Linked DNA regions of Mus musculus: region 1 is linked to region 2. A link is a contact called in public Hi-C data. All regions are on one chromosome and are shown on one strand. The core of a region is the stretch at or near the end of the contact, and the rest is flanking DNA. Distances in the headings are between cores, read along the strand shown.

Evidence for each region. Hi-C and Micro-C count contacts between places; a contact is called where the count stands out from the background.
Region 1: a Hi-C map of pre-B cells shows a contact between it and region 2, with 2.0 times the contacts expected there. The contact joins the promoter of Hsd17b13 here to the promoter of Aff1 in region 2. A contact is called at or near these places in 1 of 39 promoter capture datasets (liver), 1 of 484 Hi-C or Micro-C datasets (pre-B cells), 1 of 115 datasets of contacts at active chromatin or transcription factors (memory CD8 T cells) and 2 of 9 other capture datasets (liver and pancreatic islet).

What each region holds. Positions count from the first base shown.
Region 1 is chr5:103,976,087-103,981,044 of GRCm38.p6, forward strand. Hsd17b13 (hydroxysteroid (17-beta) dehydrogenase 13) reads right to left here and starts at 1,302. Exons shown (of 7, transcript NM_001163486.1): 1 at 1,020-1,302. The coding sequence starts at 1,229.
Region 2 is chr5:103,752,133-103,756,902 of GRCm38.p6, forward strand. Aff1 (AF4/FMR2 family, member 1) reads left to right here and starts at 2,030. Exons shown (of 20, transcript NM_133919.4): 1 at 2,030-2,213. The coding sequence starts at 2,197.

The DNA of each region.
Region 1 (4,958 bases), core at 52-2,551, 220 kb after region 2:
CCCAGAGACAGTTTGTTGTGGCACATCTTTTTCACGACCTTTTGGGAATGTGCATGTTTAGGAGAAAGTGACACAGGACGTCAACACTTTCAGACTTAAGGTAGTTAAGAGCATTTATAAATAAACAGAGATCAACAACCTCTTAAATGTACTAGTGAAAGCCAGGCACTGGTGTAGACATTTCCATATGTGATGCTGCGTGCACCAGGCCATGCTAAGCACTTAAGTATTATTCTTTACCCTTCTTGCTCAGGACCCGGCAAGTATTTTTTCTTCTTCTGCAAAAGGTCAGATGTAAGTATTTTAGGATTGCTGGAGTGTGAGTGGAAGTACCATGGGTTTCTGCTGTTAGTTCTTCATGTGGTTTTGTTTGTTTGTTTTGAGAATCAATCCCTCAAATGTGTAAAAACCTGAGCGGTTGCTCGGTGATAGAGTGCTTGCCTGGCACGTGCTAAGGTACTGTGGCTCAGTGGTAGGTACTAAGACCCAGCTTCAGTCTATCACAGAAAGGAACAAATGAATAACAGAATAAATGAAAATCTAAAAGTATAAAAGTCACCCCTAGCTGTAATAAACTGCATATTGGCCAATTTGGTTGCTGGCAATCATTACCTGTAGATTTTGTCTCCCTCTGAGATTTTATCCCAATGGTAGAGTTTTTTGTTTGTTTTTTGTTTTTTAAATTTGAAGTTGAGGTAAGTTATGTGGCTTGCCTAATTTCAGCAGCTGGGAAGCTCTCTGGCTCCTGCGTCTCTTGTTATCAAGTTGTACACCACAGTAGAACCAACCAACCAACCAACCAACCAGTCAAACAAAATGAAACCCCCCAGGCTTAGTTCTCCAGCTCGTTGGTTCCATCTTGTTCACCTGTCGCAGGGATCCAGAAAGGACCCAGGAGTTTATTAAAACTTTGAAAAAGGAAAACACAGAGAAAAGCCAGCACTAAGTTACGTCTCTAGAGAAACATATGCCTTGTTATTTTGTGACTTTAAAAGATTGTTAGAAACACCTATTATTACCTTATTGATATCCCATAGAACCAGTCTGCTTTTCTGCTTTGCAAATTCATATGCAGTCAGCCTGCCTATTCCGTGTCCGGCCCCCGTGATGAGAACGGTCTGCCCGGTCACAGATTTCCTTCTCCGGGGAATGAAGAACTTTACCAGTGACTCCAGGTAGGAGTAGATGATGACGCCCACCAGAAGGAGAAATTCCAGGATGAGGTTCATGGCTCTGTTCTCACAACAGACACCTCTGCTCAGAGCTCCACAGAGAGCCCTGTCAGGTATTATGGGCTGCTGCAGAAGAGGCAGACTTTGACTGTGTCCCCTGACGAATCAGATACACCTTTGGTTTTTGAAATGATGCCAGTCTCTAACACAAGCGCAGCATAGGTCAGGGAACCCAGTGGGATGTGCCCTTTGGACCTGGTTATCTGAAAAGCAGTTATGCACCATGTTTCGACATGAAACTTCACCTCTCAAAGCTATTCTGGAAGTATTGCATCAGCTAATGGTCTGTTATCATTTGAATGTGTGTGTGTGTGTGTGTGTGCATGCACGAACACAAGCAAGCACATGTGTGCATTCATGTTAAATCAGGGTTGGGGGAATTAGAAATAGAAACATTATATTAAAGAAACTTTAAGGGATTAGTGACATGGCTTAGCAGTCAAAGTGCTTGCCATGCAAGCCTTTTACCTGAATATGATCCCCAAATCCATAGTGGAAGGAGATAGCCAACTCTACACACACATACACACAGAGAGGGAGACACACACACATAGACACACACTCATGTACACACACAGACACAGACACACTTACATACAGATGCACACATACAAACATACATGCATAGATACATACACACACATACACACACGCATAGACACATATACATGACACATATACATGTACACACACAGACACACACATGCACACACATACACAAATGCACACACTCACATACACACAGACACACATGCACACACACACACATGCATATAAAGTAAAAATGAGGAAGCTAAAATATGGGTCAACAAAGCTTAGCTGTTGAACGCATGCATTCACAGTTATGATCTTCCTCTGAAACCCCTGAGGTGGAGGAGAATGTAGGTTATAGGAAACAGCCAGTTCTCGCCATAACACTGGGAAAATCACCAGACCAGATATCATACACGTCAACTTAAAAGTGCTGCCACTGTCTCAGCCTGGGCGGTGGTGACAAATACTGTGGGCTAGGTGGCTTATTACACAGTCCTAGTGTCTGTGTAACCTAAGCTGTATGTGTGTCAAGTGGGAACTGGCATCTTGGTTTGCAGACAGCTGTCATTTCATGGCCACTGCACCCCAAAGAATGAGGAGGAACTTCTCTGTGGTCAACTTTATAAAAACCATAGACAGCCATCGTGACGTAATCACCTCCCAAAGTTCCAACATTCTATATTAATAGGAGCTAGATTCCAGCATAAGAAATTAAGGGGACACATTCTGGATAGAGTAACTTCTAATAGTGGAAAAGGAGAGATCACCCTTGTCCATCAATGGATGGGTAAAATATCAGACATACATACGATGGGATAGTATTCTTCCTTTAAAGAAAGAAATTCAGATACATGCTACAACATGGTGATCCTCAGTTATAATATGCAAAAGGAAATAAGCCAGACACAAAACCTCCCACGTTCTGAATCTGTTTGTATGAGGCACCTAAGACAGTGAGAGGCCAAACCTACTCCATCTTAGGACCAACCTCCATCTTAAAGGAAAAACCAAAAGCCTGACAACTTGACCTGCAGCAGAACCCAAGCTGGACCCATGTACCAGGATGGACTCCACGGCTTGTTCTTGGCCAGAGTTACTCCTAGATACTTCCTAGCAACAGTTAATCAAATATCAGTCAGATTGTTTCAGATGTACTTTCAGACCATTTGTGACTGTATACAGTTTTGCTTCAGAGCACCCACCTGTCGGTCTACAATAGACATTCAGTTAGTTGCTTGCCAGGATAGACACCCTCTCACTTACTTCCATTTCCTATAAAACCTTGTCCTGCTGAGGGTTTGAGGAGGGCCCAAGCCAGAGATTTTAATAAGGAGACCCTAATGCTATTACATTTGAAATGGCTCCTTGGTGGTCTTTTGGCCTTGATGAACGCTTCCTGGCACTACAGTAGTCAGATGAACCACACATGTTCTGACTTCATTTATATGAGTTACGGAAGGTATTCAGATATATAGAGATAGCCACTACCCCGACAACCAAACCAAAGCTGTATGAAGCTGGGTGTGTGGCACTTGCCTGTAATTCCAGCATTGAGGGTGTGGAGACCAGAGTATTGAAGGTTCCAGACAAGCCTGTTTACATAATGAGAGTCTGTATCTTGACCCACAAAGCTCCCCAGCAAAGTCAGTTATGAACAAAGCAAAGAAGAACTAACTGAAAAAGCATACACACACACATGCGCACACACACATGCGCGCACACACATGTGCACACACACACACACACACACACACACACACACATGCATGCAGACAAAAGAAAATTTGTAAGTAGTACAAGGTTATAGAGATCAAATAGTAATGGTCTGAATTTACCAAGCACATGGTGAGCTGATTTAAGGACTTTTCACACTTACATTTATTTACTCCTCACAAGATGAGTTTGGTGAGATACTATTAAAAGCTGTGGGGTCCGGAGAGATGGCTCAGGGGTCAAGAGGGTATATGGTTCTTGCTGAGGGACTGAGTTCAGTTGCCAGCACCCGTGTCTGGCAGCTCACAGTTGCCTCTGACTCCAGTGCCAGGGTGATCCAAGGTCTCTGGCCTCTTTAGGCATCTGTACCCACTCATATGTGAACACAAGTTCACATAATTAAAAATCATAAAAAAATCTTTAAAATATGCAGGAATAGTCAGTTGTAGTGGTATATATCTCTAATCCCAGCACTAGGGATGCAGAGATAGGCAGATCACTGTGAGTTCAAGGACAGCCTGGTTTACCTACTGAGTACCAGGCTACCTGGAATAACACAGTGAGACCCTGCCTCAAACAAAACACCACCACCACCGTCTACTATATGTTTTGGGGCTGGAGGGCTGGCTCAGATAATAAGAGTGCCCGCTGCTCTTCCAGTAGACCTGAGTTCAGTTTCTAGCATCCACACTTGACAACTTACAACCTGAAACTCCAACTCTAGGGGGTCTGACACCCTCTCTTATCCCTGTTACCAGCACATGGATGTACACGTCATAAACACACACAAACACATAAGCAAAAAGAACAAGTCTTTTTTAAAAAAAAAAATCTGCAGTGGCTACAGAGATGGCTGAGTGTTTATTACCCATGCAAATGGCCTGGATTCAGCTCCCAGCACCTACATCAGGCAGCTAAAACCTCTCTAACTCAACTCCATGGAATTTAGTGTCCTTCTCCAGCCTTCCAGACACCTGCACACACAAGTTGCACACAAACTCACACAGCACACCTGATGACTTGTATGTGCTCAGCCCAGGGAGTGACACTATTAGAAGGTGTGACCCTGTTGGAGTAGGTGTGTCACTGTAGGTGTGGGCTTTTAAGACCCTCTTCCTAGTTGCCTGGAAGCCAATGTTCTGCTAGCAGCCTTCAGATGAAGATGTAGAACTCTCAGCTGTGTCTGCACCATGCCTGCCTGGATGCTGCCATGCTCCTGCCTTGATGATAATGAACTGAACCTCTGAACCTTTAAGCCAGCCCCAGTTAAATGTCCTTATAGGAGTTGCCTTGGTCATGTGTCTGTTCGCAGCAGTAAAACCCTACCTAAGACGGCGCACATTTCCTCATTTGGAAACAAGAGAACTCAGGCTGGTGTGGTAAGCAGCTGGTTGAAAGCCAACTCCTAAGATGAGGAGGGTTTGGATGCAGGAGCTCTGATTCCAGAGCCCCAGTTTTACCTTGACCTGTGCCTCTGGA
Region 2 (4,770 bases), core at 780-3,279:
TTATTTATTTTATATGAGTACGTTGGTGTTGCCTTCAGACACACCAGAAGAGGGCATCAGATCCCATTACGGATGGTTGTGAGCCACCATGTGGTTGCTGGAAATTGAACTCAGGACCTCTGGAAGAGCAGTCAGTGCTCTTAACTCCTGAGCTATCTCTCCAGCCCCCTGAATTTTTATTTACTTATTTGCATGTGTATGGGTGTTCTGTGTCTATGTATATCTATATGCCACATGTGTGCCTGATTCCTGAAAACAGAAGAAGGCTTCTGATCCCTTGGGACTGGAGTTAAAGACAGCTAAGGGAACATGGATGCTACTTAATGTGGAACCTAGAAAGTGACTCTGGGACCTCTGGAAGAGCAGATGAGCCCTCTCTCCAGCCCTCAGGCATGTTTTTGTAGCATCACATATTGTCATTTGGAACCCATTGCTCCTTAAGTCAAGCAGTGAGTCCTTCCCTCTCACCTTGGTCTGACAGTATGGGAAACTGTCTCACCTGTAGCAAGCTTCCCCTATAGCTCTGAAGGTAAAACCTTATCTTTGCAATAAACACTGAAAGTTGTTTTCCTAGAAGAGAGACTTGCCAGATGCCCAAGTCAGAAGCGTGCGAATTGTTATCTCTAGGAGACATGGTCTATGAAAAACCAGCTAGTTTCTGGTTGGTTTCTCTCTCCAGTCACTTCACACTCATCTTCAGGACTGGTGCTGTGCTTGTGAGCTTAGAACAGAACAGTGCTTTCTGTGCACTTCCCGTTTGTCACAAGGAGGAGGAGGGAGGGAGGAGAGACAGAGAGACTGACATAGAGACAGAGGGAAAAACCCCGCATTTCAGAGTCAAAATTCAAAGGACTAGTTAGTTCATCAAGGGCATTCCTAAAGTACACGAGTTCTCCAAACTACTACTGTAGGTGGTGGAGAAAGCAGTGTCTGGCAACTTGTCTCACTTGCCACCACAGCCTTCATTCCTGCGAAGGCGTCAGTCGTTCTCCACCATCAGAGCTAAAGCCAGGGGAGTGAAAGACAAGCTTTGTCTTGTGTTCTTATGTAAGTAGTTCTGACCTCTGAGAGGGACTACCGGAATCTGGAAACTTGCGGTATTTAGAAACTGGGCAATCAGTTACATGAGCAATATAATGTGGTGAGTCCCGGGTCGAACCCGGAGCGCACCAAGAAAGTGTCCTTCCAGCAGCAGGCTGGTCCTCCGGGATGCCCCTGTTAAGTCTTCTCCCTGCCTTTCTGCCCATCGTTGTTTTCAGCCGCTTCCCAGGCAAAGCCTGGTGTCTTTCCTGTGTCTGAGTTGACGCAATTTTCGATTGTGCTTTCGAGCGTTTACGTTGGTTTGCATCATGGTTTTTGTTTGCGGGGGGTGGGGTGGGGTGGGGTGGAGGGGAAGCAATTCTTTTAATTTATTAGGGGACTTCCCTGAATGGCTGTCTTCTGTGTAATCGCATGTTGCCTCGAAGAGGGAAGTCGTATAAACACTTGTTTCTGGGCACTTTCAAAACTGAAAGCAAAGTTGAAGAAGGGTTGCTAGCCGATCCCTGATGTTTCCGATGGCAAGCCCCGCAGCAGCGGCCAGAAGCAGCGAAGGCAGTGATCCGATGCTCCCACTCCCAGCACATCCCCACGGCAGCAGGACCCTGAGGTCCCAGCCCGAGCGCGGGGATCTCTGTAGCGCGCGTTTGAACACAGCCGAATTGGGGGCAGCGGCGGCGGCGGAGGTGCGCGCTGCCCTTAAAAGGAGGCGGGCCGTACCACCGCGGCGCCTGCGGGGGGGTCCCGGCGAGCTCGGGCACCTCGAGGGGAGCCCAGCGCCGCGCACATCGCCCCCGAAGTGCGGGCGAACTGGGAGCCGGGACCCCGCAGCGGGCGGTGCGGACGCACCCCTTGGTCTCTGGTGACCCGACAGTGCCCCGGGGCGGCGGGCATCGCCGCTCCCTGGGCTCCAGGGAGGTGCGGCTCGCCCGGCTGCCCCCGGTGCCCGGATGTCCGTCAGGCTCGGCGCGAGCCGAGGCTCCGGGGGGCGGAGGCGGTGCTGAGGACACAGAGCTGAGGACGCGGCTGCCGAGAGCGCAGAGTCTGCGGGGCAGTATCGCCGACGGCTGCGGCCGACGCTGAGAGCGGCGCGGGCGAGAGAGCCTGCGGGGCGAGCGCGCAGATGGATTTGGGACGCCAGGCAGTGTGAGCCGAGCCATGGCAGCCCATTCCAGGTGAGGCTTGCGCAGGGGGCGTCTGGGACCCGGGAGTGGCCGCGGAGCCCGGGGCAAGGGCGGCGCGGGTGGGAGTGCCGGGGGGGGGGGGCGGGGACCGCAGGAAGCCAGCGGCTGGATCACTGCTATCTCATCCCTGAGTGTCGGGTAGAAAAGTGTGTGAACCGAGTGCAAAGGGACCGCCCGGAAAGTTAAGGTTAAAGATTCCGCTTCTGGCCCGAAGAACTGTTATTTTCGGAAAGTGAAGTTGGTTTCTCTCCTGCCGGAGCCTGGATTTTCACTGAGGTGCCTGTGCACAATCCTCCGGCTCTACTCGTTGCTGGTTTGGCGTCTTCCAAAGAAATTTGGAAGCGCACTTAATGGAAACGAGGATTCTCCCACGAGAGAGTGGTGGAGCCTGGTGAGTAATATAGTTTTTTTTTTTTTTTTTTTTTTTTTTTTTTTTTTTTCCTGCTAGAATGTACGATTCCACATAAAACGGCACAGTCAGAGTGAATCTGCTGAGTAGGCAAAGGCCGGAATGCGCTGGGTTGGTGAAGGGGAGCCTGGCTAATGACCCGCAGTTGCTGTCAGGGGAGTGCCCTGTACTGCAAGGACCGAGTCTTGCCTTCTCCCGGGTTTGAAGGTTTTGAAAGGAGCCTTAAAACTTGGCCGTACACCGGTGCCCAAGATTGAGGCTGTTGGGTGTCATCGCGCTTCGGTCTCTACAGCTGTTGGTTACGGAAAACAGGACCCGTCGAACCTTTTCAAAACTTATGCCAGAAGGCAGTGTGATTGCACAAGTTTACAATTATGGAAATGTTCTTTAGCCTTAATACTTGATTTAGGATAGTGATTTGGTAACATATCTGGACGCTGAGCTGAGGTAATTTTAGTAATTTTAGGTCTAAAGATCATGGAGAACAGTAGATTTGTAAACGTTAGAGACTGAGTAGATAGAACTTGAATTTTTCTAAGAGATAAAACTTCCTAGAAGGAACTTCTCTAAACAGAAAACCTTCTAAGTGTGTCTTACTTTAAAAACAAGTTTAATCCTCTCAACTTGGCTTAGTTGTGTCTTCATCTTATTGAGTGTTGGAAGGAAGGGGTTCCTAACGGGACAGAGGAGTAGGGGAACAGAAGTTGCACCTCAAACTTCTGCTAAATCTTAACTAAAAAGCAACCGTTAGCTTTTAGCACAAACAGAACCTGTAGATTTTCATATTACAGTGACTGCAGATGTCTTCAATCTCTAACGTTTCCCATTTGCTTGAAATTAAGGAACTGTTTGTCGTTCATGGCTAGTAATTAAAATATGTTATAGCTGGATATGGTTGCCCATGCCTTTAATCCCAGCACTTGCCTTTAATCCCAGCACTCAGAAGGCAGAGGCAGGAGGATCTCTGAGTTCTGGGGAAAGCCTTGCTCACCTTTTAATCCCAGCATTCAGAAGGCAGAGGCAGGGCGATCTCTGTGAGTTCTGGGGAAAGCCTGGTCTACAAGGAGAGTTCCAGGACAGCCAGAGCTGTTGTTTGTTACACAGAGAAACAGTCTCAACACCACCAAACCAAACTATTATGTCCTTACCTTGTCAATGGTGTATTTTAGTAGATACTCTTCTAGATCATTTGTTTCCTTTGTATTACATAATTTACTTGTGAAAGTATCCTTATGTATCACGCTGCCTCAGGATCCCTTGGCATACAGCCCGAGATTAAGGTACCTCTTATAAAATAGTTAAAGCTGCCAGAGCATGGGGATTTGAACCTTGGTTCTATTGTTCCAATTCCTTGACTCTTAAACTAACGTCGAACGTAAAATGAAATAAAAGATAAACTGGGTCCTGTGTATGCCAGACACAGCAGTAGGCTGCTGTAATTGGATTACCTCTTGGTCACCTAAGCAGACAAGCAAGTGCTTGATTATTTGCCCTTGGTAGTTAAGGAAACTGAGGCCTAGCCGGGTCACACAGGTTTCGTGCTCAAGGTCACACAGGTGCAACCTGCCTGACCCCAGATGGACCCCTGTAGTCTCTACAGTGTAGCACTTCCTGCTTCTTGTTGCCTCTGCTGTGCCAGCTGCAGAACTTCAGAGGAAGAGCCCGAAAGTGATTGCAGCTAAGTTTGCTCTGGTGCAGCATGTTTAATCTAAGTCATCAGCGTGGCTGCTCAGCTCAGCAGCAAAGACCCTGCTGTGCTTTCCTGGCTGGCTCACAAGCTCTGGCACTAGAAACAAAACCACACGGCCATCACGGTTGCCTTCCTGGTGTTTTCTTAGCCCTAGTGCTGAGTATCTACCCTGTTGCAATCATCCCTTCAATTTTGCCTTGAGTGTAGTCCAAGCACTCAGGAGAAACTGAAGCATTCTTTGTGATATAAAACTATTGGCACGTGTCTTATGGAGGACAGATTGGTTTGCTCTTGTGACAGTTCATTTGAATGGTCAGGCTCATTGGACTTAGAGATTCAGAGCTCACTGTTTTAACCATAGCGGTTAAGAGCACTTCCTGCTCTTAAAGAGGACCAGAGTTCTGTTCCCAGTGCCTACATGCAGCTCACAACCACCTGTAACTCCAGTT